Linked DNA regions of Pan troglodytes: region 1 is linked to region 2. The links are chromatin contacts, called in public Hi-C maps. All regions are on one chromosome and are shown on one strand. Each heading gives the region's core, a stretch centred on a gene start, on an enhancer-like site or on the middle of the called end of the contact. The rest is flanking DNA. Distances are from core to core; before and after follow the strand shown.

Region 1 (5,131 bases), core at 637-3,136, 980 kb before region 2:
TATCTATGACAAACTCACAGCCAATATCATACTGAATGGGCAAAAACTGGAAGCATTCCCTTTGAAAACTGGCACAAGACAGGGATGCCCTCTCTCACCACTCCTATTCAACACAGTGTTGGAAGTTCTGTCCAGGGCAATTAGGCAGGAGAAGGAAATAAAGGGTATTCAATTAGGAAAAGAGGAAGTCAAATTGTCCCTGTTTGCAGATGACATGACATATCTAGAAAACCCCATTGTCTCAGCCCAAAATCTCCTTAAGCTGATAAGCAACTTAAGCAAAGTCTCAGGATACAAAATCAATGTGCAAAAATCACAAGCATTCCTATACACTAATAACAGACAAACAGAGAGCCAAATCATGAGTGAACTTCCATTCACAATTGCTTCAAAGAGAATAAAATACCTAGGAATCCAACTTACAAGGGATGTGAAGGACCTCTTCAAGGAGAACTACAAACCACTGCTCAATGAAATGAAAGAGGATTCAAACAAATGGAAGAACATTCCACGCTCATGGGTAGGAAGAATCAATATCATGAAAATGGCCATACTGCCCAAGGTAATTTATAGATTCAATGCCATCCCCATCAAGCTACCAATGACTTTCTTCTCAGAATTGGAAAAAACTACTTTAAAGTTCATATGGAACCAAAAAAGAGCCCGCATCGCCAAGTCAATCCTAAGCCAAAAGAACAAGGCTCAGTCTTTGTTAGATAAGGTATCTGGGAGAGCTGCCAAGGGGATGGTAAGGGGGTGAGCAGAGATGGGAAAGCGCCACGTGGGACACCGTTCTGTCCCGCCACCCAGCCCGCCACGCAGCCCGCCACGCAGCCTGCCACGCAGCCCGCCACCCCGCCCACCACCCCGCCCATCACCCAGCCCGCCACGCAGCCCGCCACGCAGCCCGCCACCCAGCCTGCCACGCAGCCCGCCACGCAGCCCATCACCCAGCCCATCACCCAGACCACCACCCAGCCCGCCACCCTGGCCAGCCTTATCTTCTTAGTCTGTTAATCTTCTGCTAATATTGTTTGTTTGTTTGTTTGAAATGGAGTTTTGCTCTTGTTGCCCAGGCAGGAGTGCAATGGCGAAATCTCAGCTCACTGCAGCCTCCGCCTCCCAGGTCCAGGTGATTCTCCTGCCTCAGCCTCCCGAGTAGCTGGGATTACAGGCACCCACCACCACACCTGACTAATTTTTTATATTTGTTTTAGTAGAGATGGGGTTTCACTATGTTGGCCAGGCTGGTCTCGAACTCCTGGCTTCGGGTGATCTGCCTGCCTTGGCCTCCCAAAGTGCTGGGATTACAGGCATCAGCCACTGTGCCTAATATTCTGCTAATATGACCATCCTAGACTCTGTAGTAAGAGATTCTAACTTTGAAAACAGCAGAGTTTGCCTGATTTTATTTGCTATTTTTCAAAGCGTGCTGTTTCATCAGTGCCTATGCAATGATGTCTATTTTCCATTGGGGGCCTGTCAATACCAGGTGAAAGAGGGGCACCTGTCAATACCAGATCTACTTGGCCGCTCTACAAGAAGATCTGGTATTTACAGTTGCCCCTCTTTCAAGCTCAATCCCTATCTGTTTGGAGTCTAAAACAACCTGCAGACTTTCTTCTTCCCTGTGGGTTTTCCCTTGTTTAGTTTATTTATATCGGAAGACTCCACGAAGGGATCAGAGCGGACAGCTTGGGACTGAAGGGCACGTGGTGTCTGACTGGTTAGACAGTAGGGAAATAAGAGCTCCACAGAGGGAAGGGAATGGAGTAGCTAGCGCTTGGAAAGAGACGGCTGGGGGTTGACTTGGCAGCTTCTGGGAGTGCATGGCAGGCTTATCCCTCCGTGGAGGACAGGCCTGACTCAGCCGCCTGTCTCCATAGGGGGAGGAACAAGGCGGAGGCGTGCATGGCCGGGCTGCAGGACAGCTCAGCAGCGGGAGCATCAAGGGCTGCCAGGGCCCTGCAGAAGGCACCGCTCCGCCGCAGAAACTGCCTTTTCCGTATTAGGATCATGATCCTGTAAAGGTGCAGCTGCTGTACCATGCTAATGAGCTCTTAAAATCTGTATTGCAGCACGTAAGTAAAAAGTCTGAACAAACTGTCTTAAAGAAAGAAGACGAAGAAGAATGAACTATCAGTCACTGTTGTGAGCACTCTTTGAGGAGGCAAGGAGAAGTGTGCTTTTAGAATTGACTGCATTTTAAAGGACACAATGCCATTTTCTTGGAACTGGAGCAAGATAGAAATGTATGAATTTGTTGTCCCAGAGGGTGATGAAACTGTCTCTCAGGCAGAGTTCAAAGACCCTGAGGGACCCAGGAGATTTGTGGGAACGTCAGTTAGTGGGTTTCCTTTTTCATATGAAAAGGCTCCAGCAGTTAACCAGGCGTATTTAGGAGCATGGTGATGTGAATTTCCAAGGCTTCTCGGGGTAGCATTGCAGTATCAGACAACACAACAAAGTGAAGCTTCCTGAAATTCAAGACATTGTTGGGGACTTATCTCCAGTAAGGATCAGTTTAGGGACACATAAGGGAGACAGGCCACGCCTCTCTCCTGGTGTCCTCTAATACCCTTAGCCAGCAAGCACCTTAGACTACAGGAAGGGGGAAAATGGGGAAGAGGTCCCACTGATGTGGATAGATGGTCCAGTAGGGGTGTTTCTGAAGCCTGTGCCTGGGGTCTTGGCGCTTTCCCCTTCTCTCTGCCGGGGCTAGTCCCTGACTCCTGGCCCCTGCACCCTATCTGTCCTTTTTCTTGTCTGAGCCTAGAGACAGAAACCACCCAAGACCAATGTCAACTTGCCATGTCAGCCAGGAGCCTTCCCCTGGGTGGCAGCACACTCCACACAAAGCAGGCAGAGCAGGCCCGCTGCAGCATCCAGGCCCTGCTGGGAGGGATCCCTACTGGAAGTGCACTCACAGCCTGGTCAGCCTCATTCCTGGGCCTCTTGAGGCTCCCATGCATTTGCCAGAGCCCGCCCACACTTGCACTCCTACACTCACTTAGAAACACACACACACACCCCCACAGCCACACACACACACTCACATGTACACAACCACATCAACACTCACACACTTATTCACAAACTCACACACACACTCATACATGCACACAGGTGTATACTTGCACATCCACACTCATAAATGCACATCCACAGCTCACACAACCTCATGCACATACACATATACACACATTCACACTCATCTCTACCCACACACATGCACACTTATTCACAAACTTATACATACACACACAGACAGGCCCATACACACACCCAACACAGGCAGTCACACAGGCACACACCCTCTCACTCTTGCACATGCACACACATTCTCACACACACTCCTATACTTATTCACATACACACTCTGTGACACACTCATGCTTGTAGACACTCACATGCACACTCGCCCATACCTAACATGATGTTACACACACTCAATCACAGCATGCTCACAATCAAACCCACACACGGTCACACACTCACACACGTGTGTTCTGTTGCACACTCACACTCTCACACTGGTGCAGTGCCTCCCTTGGGCACCTGCTGTCTTTGGCTCTAAAGCTTACGGAAGTGGCGGCCTTGCCCGAGCCAGGCCTAGTTGCTTGCTAGGGCCTTGTTAATGGCGCCTCAGTGTGGAGAACGGCGGGAAGTACGTTTTGCTTCCCAGGGTGGTTGATCCCGAGACCACAGGTTCCAGCCTGTCCGCCGCCCCAGGATGCTGACAGGAGCTGCCTCCACTGCCTTGCGTGCCATGTCTATATTAAATTAGGGGTCCCCATGTCCCCAAGGCCCACTCTCCGCTAGGCTGTGCCCCTGACGTTCACAGAGGCAACACCCTCTTTGATGACTTACCAGCGTCCACAGAGTGACTCCGAAGGCCAGAAGTGCCAACAACTCAACTGGGCACTTGGCACCACACTTGGAACCTCCGACTGCCCCAAGCATGTGACCTGGGAGCCTCCTGGATCCATGCTGCTGTGGCAGCTCCCTCCAGAACTTCAGGTCCCATCGCCAAGGGATCCCTGAGAACAGGGCTGACAGAGAGCCTTGGCCACATGAAATGCACGGGAACACCCTTTATGTCCCGTGTGTTTTGGGAAGAGGAAGGACCTGGCACTGCCAGGAAGGTCTGGGCCTAGTCTTAGCAGTGCCACCCTTTTGTGGAGGGACAGTGTTCTGAGCCTCGATATCCTCCTACGGAAAACAAAGGTTTTAGGACTTTGATCTTAGTGCACTCGGGCCACTGCAATGAATTGCCACAACCTCGGGCTTGACACAAGAAGTGTGTTTTTTCACAGTTCTGGAGGCTGAGGGTCCCAAATCATGGGGTCCACAGGCCGTGGTCCCTCTGAAGGCTCCGGAAAGGGTCTCCCCTGCTTCCAGCCTCTAGTGCTGATGCAGTCCTTGGCATTGCTCGGCTTCCAGCCACATCGCTCCCGTCTCTGCCTCTGTGGTCACTTGAGGTCTTCCCTGTGTGTCTCGGTATAAATTTCCTCCTCTTAGGAGGACCTCCATCATTGGATTAAGTCCCCAGGTAAGCCAGCATGACCTCATTTTAACTCGATCACATTCACAAATACCTATTTCCAAATAAGGTCCCATTCACAGGTATGGTTTACAACTTGAACTTGGCTTTCTGGGAGACACAATTCACCCCTAACACTGACCTTCAAGATCGTGACATTTAGAGATGATGTGTAACCAGAGATTATTAATATTATAGTAAATGACATGAAGAAAAGGAATAAAGTGTCAGGCAGCTCTACCCACCAGCCTGAGCACATTTCTGAATCTAACTGGCAGCTCAGTTTGGGGCAGTTCTCACCCTCATCTGATCTTCTGCTACTCAGGACTGAGAGTCCTGCTTTAGAATCTGCTCAGCCCTAACATCTCAGGGCCCCACAGAGGCTCGGCCTTCCTTCAGCGAGGCTGAAGGACCCGGGAGGTCTCTGAGATGAGGTATGGGGGAGTGCCACTCTACTTCCTTATTAGGGGCGAGCTGTCTTGGAGCTGGTCTCGGTAAAGAGCTGTCTCTGCTCCTGCCCCCAGCCTGCTCTGCCATGCAGTGCCTCTGGGCAGCTTCCCAGGGCTCAGGTCCAAGCTGCAGCTCCTT
Region 2 (5,064 bases), core at 362-2,861:
ATGAGTAATTCAGGGGCATTTGAGTCATTATAAAGCATCTTGCATCTTGTCGCTAAACAATGAATGGGTAACTGCCCTTGATTTGGCATAGAAACATCTGAAACCCATATGATATTGACTTAGGATGCAATTGCGTGTCTTTGAATTTTGATCTTTCATAGTTAGTTCTACCTGATATAATATTTAGAATCTTTTTTTTTTTTCTGTAGTAGAAGGGGCTGTCTGCAAGTGTTCCCTTGGAGAAATTTGCAGAGTCACATTGCTTGGTGGAATGCTAGCCCAAGAATTATTTTGTTTATGTCGTGAAAAATGACGCCCTGGCTTCGAGAATCAGGCTTTTGTCATGAATAGCAGCTTCATGCTCGTGAAGACTGAAATGGATTGATTGGTTTGAATACTTATTAAACTGCCTTAAGAATAAATGTTTTTTTCTTCCTAAAGAACATCTATGATAAAATATTTATAAATATTTAAATATATATTATTTAAATGGTTTGACATTGGTTTTCTTTTTTCTCTTTCTTTTTTTCTTTCTCTTTTTCTCTTTCTCTTTCTTTCTTTCTCTCTTCTTTCTTTCTTTCTGGGCAGTGTATTGCTCTGTGGTCTAACCTGGAGTGTAGTGGAGCAACCACGGCCACTGTAGCCTCCACCTCCCAGGCTCAAGCGATCTGCCCACCTCAGCCTCTCTAGTAGCTGGGACCGCAGGCGCATGCCACCATGCCTGGCTATTTTATTATCATTATTTTTTTTTTGTAGAGACAAGGCCTGGTTAGCTACTTTGCCAGGGCTAGTCCTGAACACCTGGGCTCAAGCGATCCTTCCACCTCAACCTCCCAAAGGGCTTGGATTATAGGCATGAACCACCATGCCTGGCTGATTTGACATTGGGATGCACTTAAAAATGATCCAGTGCCAGAGGAGGGAAATGGGCAGGAGTAGAGATGAAATAGGATGGGCCACAGAGAAGGTTCATTAATCTACTCTTTATACTTTTGTCTATGTTTGAAATTTTCCATAAGGAAAACTTGAAAAACAATTATTTTGTAAACAAATGGCCCTATGGAATAAAAGTATATTGTAAAAAAATTGTTTATAAAATACTCTCACTCCAAACTCATAATGTTCTTATTCAGAATATTTATGTAATCAAATAAAATATTTGAAATTAATAGTGACTTCCATTTAGCTTATGTGATCCTTATTAAGTAAAAATGCCACAAGAGCTAGTTCTATCAAATAGATTTGTATGTCAAACTGCTCTTTTATAGGTAAATTTTACCTCAAACAACTATTTAATAGCCACCTACTATATGCAAAGAAATACTGTACATTACAGCTTTTTTGTTGACATCATTTTTAGTACCTGTTTATAACTTATAAGCTAAGGATGCACTGTATCAGAATGTAATAAAACTGAATTTTTAAAAAATATTTTGAGTCTGATTTTCGTTAATTTGGCCTGGCTGTCTTCCACTTTCTTCTCCAGATTTCTGAGATGTACTGCATTTTTGTCAAGACCCTGTCTTCCTGATCTTTTTCAGTGAGTAGAGAATAACATGCTCATGTGATTTCACTTTATTCTGGATAAACTCAACCAGACGCTGAGATGCCATTCAGAGCAATGGAGCACCCTAGTGGCCAAAAGGAGCCAAGGACTCTCATTCACCATTTGAATCGGGTCTCATAGTTTTTGAAACCAAGCAACTAGAAATAATTAGCATAATAACATTAGCCACATCATCACATGAGATGGAAAAAAATGTTGTGAATTAATGGGATCTTTATGTCTAGAATGGAATAGACAATTAAACATTTAGTCAATATTAATTTTAAGGGCCAAGTAGCCTAGACACTGTATCCCAGAATTATACATACCCATCATCAGTATAAAGTTCATTTGGCATTCTTGAGTTTATGGGAAAATTCTCTTCAACTAAACTCTTATGACTATTTCTCGTTGCCCCTCAGTGAACAAATATTAATTTTAAAAGACTTTTTTTTTTTCTGTCTCTTTTTCTCTTGCTGTCTGAGCAGCATTGCATAGGTAGCTAGGGGAAGAGACTCTAGAGACAGAGTTACTGCACTCAAGTCATTCTCTGTCCCGCACGAGCACAGCAGCTTTGAGCAAGTAGATTAATCTCCCTGTGCCCCAGTTTTTCCACCTGTAAAATGGAGATAAGTGGAGCAGATGCCTTATAGTGTTGTGAGAATTAGATGATTCAGACAATGCCTGGCACAGTAAGCACTACAATTCCTTGCTGCAAATATTTCTTCTCAGACTGCAGTCACATCCATCATCTGCACAATCATATCTTTCTTATATGTGTGTCCACCACTCTTAGAATCTGCATGGTTTTGTATACTTCAAACTGCATATCCAAGAATCTATAGAAAATGAACTGGTTTGGGCAACATAGAATTTGTGAAATCCTACATATAAGGCTATGGAATAGTAATGGAGTAGAATTACGCAAGAAACAACCTTGCTTCCTATACACAACTCACTGTACATTATAGCACATTTTATTTCAACCAGAAATAACTAAAGTAGTGAATTACTGAGCAGTTTAATCTCCTCGATGTCACTGTTCCAAACAGCCAAGGAGAACATTTTGAACCCTTCTGCAAAATTTGTGCAATATTTTCTCCTATGAAAATTGAACAAAAAATGAACTTTAGTTAATTTAAGAACCCTGAAGGGTAAATTAGCCACACACTGTATTATTTGGTAAGAAAGCTATTTCATGGTGAAAATAAAAATGTCTTTAAGCATAAAGAAGGTAAAGTAAAAGATTTAAAACTTGAAATAAATTCCATAAAAGTCATTGAATTCATTCAGAAGAAAATGGATTACTAACCTCAGGATCAAACTGCGTAAACTTTAATAGTCATATAACCAGCCCCAGTGTTGAGCACCAGCACTGAATGCTTTTCCTTCCATAGCTTATGTTTAACCTCTCCTACATTCTAAAAGAATGGCCTGAACTATCCCATGAGAACATGACATCCGAACTTGTAAACTTATTCCCCTCATCACAGTCCATAAAGAATTATACATTTGGCCGGGCATGGTGGTTCACGTCTGTAATCCCAGCACTTTGGGAGGCTGAGGCGGGCAGATCACCTGAGGTCAGGAGTTCGAGACCAGCCTGGCTAACATGGTGAAACCCCATCCCTACTAAAAATACAAAAATTAGCCGGGCATGGTAGCGGGCGCTTGTAATTCCAGGTACTCGAGTGGCTGAGGCAGCACAATTGCTTGAACTTGGAAGGCGGAGGCTGCAGTCAGCCAAGATTGTGCCATTGCCCTCCAACAAGAGCAAAACTCCATCAAAAAAAAAAAAAAAAAGAATTATTATACACTTCTCAACTGTATAGTTAGGACTCCCATAATCTGGTGTACAGGGATGACCTGGTCTGATATTGCTAAGTTTCTATTACTACAGCAACTATGCCAACGGCCAAAGTTGCCAATTCATGTATTTTTGAGAAAGTCATAAGTGGCTCAATCCAATCTTTTCAAATGATTGGATTTCAGAAAAGCCCACAATAAGAAAATAGAGTCTTATAATTATAGTTGAACTATGTTGTACTTGAGATTTTGATGTGTGTTCCCAAATACTGGTTAATACCACCACAGGGAAATAAAATTAGCAAATTTACACACTATGCCTGGAGGGCTCACTATAATTCTCACTATCCTCTAAGGAGTAGACTTTGGGATTTCCAAATGATGAGGTCTGTCTAGAAATTCATTAACTTCACTTCCTTGAATAGAGTCAAGAAGAACTCACCCTGTTCCTTTCTCTAGTAAAATGAGGTTCATGAGGTTTTAATAAACTTTTAGTTCTAAAAGCAAATATTAATTTGTTCATTTAATGATTTTCTCTTATCAATTTTGTTCCTTGGAATGAAACACGGTTTGTGAAATTCAAACATTCTGCTATTTAGAAGTACAATTTCATTTATTAATGGCCTATAATTAAGAAGAATCTGTTAGCTAAACAAACAATTAGCTTATTTGTCTGAAGAATAAATAGGGAGAAGGTTATTCATTCATTTTTAAAGGTTCTTAGCCTTGACCTACTTTTCACTTGTTCAGATTGCTTTCTAGATGTTCTAGTTTTCGTACCTAAAGTAATTTCGCTAATCAAATGATGAATGCTTACACATTTATGTATTTTCTCTTGGTGAAGGAGCAGGTTACTGCATGCATGAAGTGTTACTACACTGTAGGTCAAAGTTTACTTCCAATCCTACCACTTAACCCTAAGGAAGATATTTAACCTCTCCACCGTGAAGTTTTCCAAGTATGAAATGAGAATGCCCACAGTTGCCATCTACCCTGTGTTACCAGTAGAGGGTCTTGACTACAAGTTGTCCAGGTTCTTGGCGTTTTGAACAAAGAATTGGAAAAAACACCCAGCAAAGTAAAGAAAGAATGAAGCAACGAAAGAATGAAAGCAGGGATTTAACGAAAACAAAAGTACACTCCACAGTGTGGGATTGGGCTGGGCAGCTCAGGGGCGCAGATACAGAATCTTCTCGGGTCCAAATACCCCCTAGAGGTTTCCCATTGGCCACTTCATGCTCACCTCATGTAAATAAAGTGGTGGCCTCCAATCCGAGGCTGAAGTGAAGTTAAAAGATCACACTCCTGTGCAAACATCTGATTGGTTGCAAAAAGCAATGGAACAGAGGCTAAGGTGAAGTTATAGAGTTGCATTTGTACACAAAGGAAGACTCTGCCTGCGGTAAGTCTGACTGGTTGCGGACAGCCAATTTCCCATCTGTGGTGCAGAAAAGGTGGGGGTTTGCAGAGGGAGTAGCCTCGGGTCCTTTTGTTACTTAGGCATGGAAAATTATGGTTTTCCTTTCAATTTAGTTCTAGGGAGTCGACATGAAAGGGCCTTAGGTTCTCTGCCTCCAGACCCTATCCTCCTGCCTCACCTGGAGGCGAGTGGGGGATCCAGTGCCATCATGATGGAAGAGACTGGTTATAATTTTCCTTAAGGAGAAGATCCTTTTCATCAATGAACTTCTTCCCCAAAATACACACCATTG

Evidence for each region. Hi-C and Micro-C count contacts between places; a contact is called where the count stands out from the background.
Region 1: a contact with region 2 is called in a Hi-C map of stem cell-derived neural progenitor cells, with 7 times the contacts expected there. The contact joins two enhancer-like sites. A contact is called at or near these places in 3 of 7 Hi-C or Micro-C datasets (blood, induced pluripotent stem cells and stem cell-derived neural progenitor cells).

Annotation. Positions count from the first base shown.
Region 1 is chr14:115,724,641-115,729,771 of NHGRI_mPanTro3-v2.0_pri, reverse strand. No RefSeq gene overlaps it. Among named protein-coding and RNA genes, the nearest start is that of COL4A1, 200 kb to the left of the region's middle. Within about 2 kb of position 1,886, at least 10 of the 24 cell types and tissues checked have an H3K27ac peak or open chromatin away from gene starts, as enhancers often do. A contact at or near this core is called in stem cell-derived neural progenitor cells, where this site is marked.
Region 2 is chr14:114,746,533-114,751,596 of NHGRI_mPanTro3-v2.0_pri, reverse strand. The region is part of intron 32 of MYO16 (myosin XVI); the gene reads right to left. Among named protein-coding and RNA genes, the nearest start is that of MYO16, 650 kb to the right of the region's middle. Within about 2 kb of position 1,611, at least 1 of the 24 cell types and tissues checked has an H3K27ac peak or open chromatin away from gene starts, as enhancers often do. A contact at or near this core is called in stem cell-derived neural progenitor cells, where this site is marked.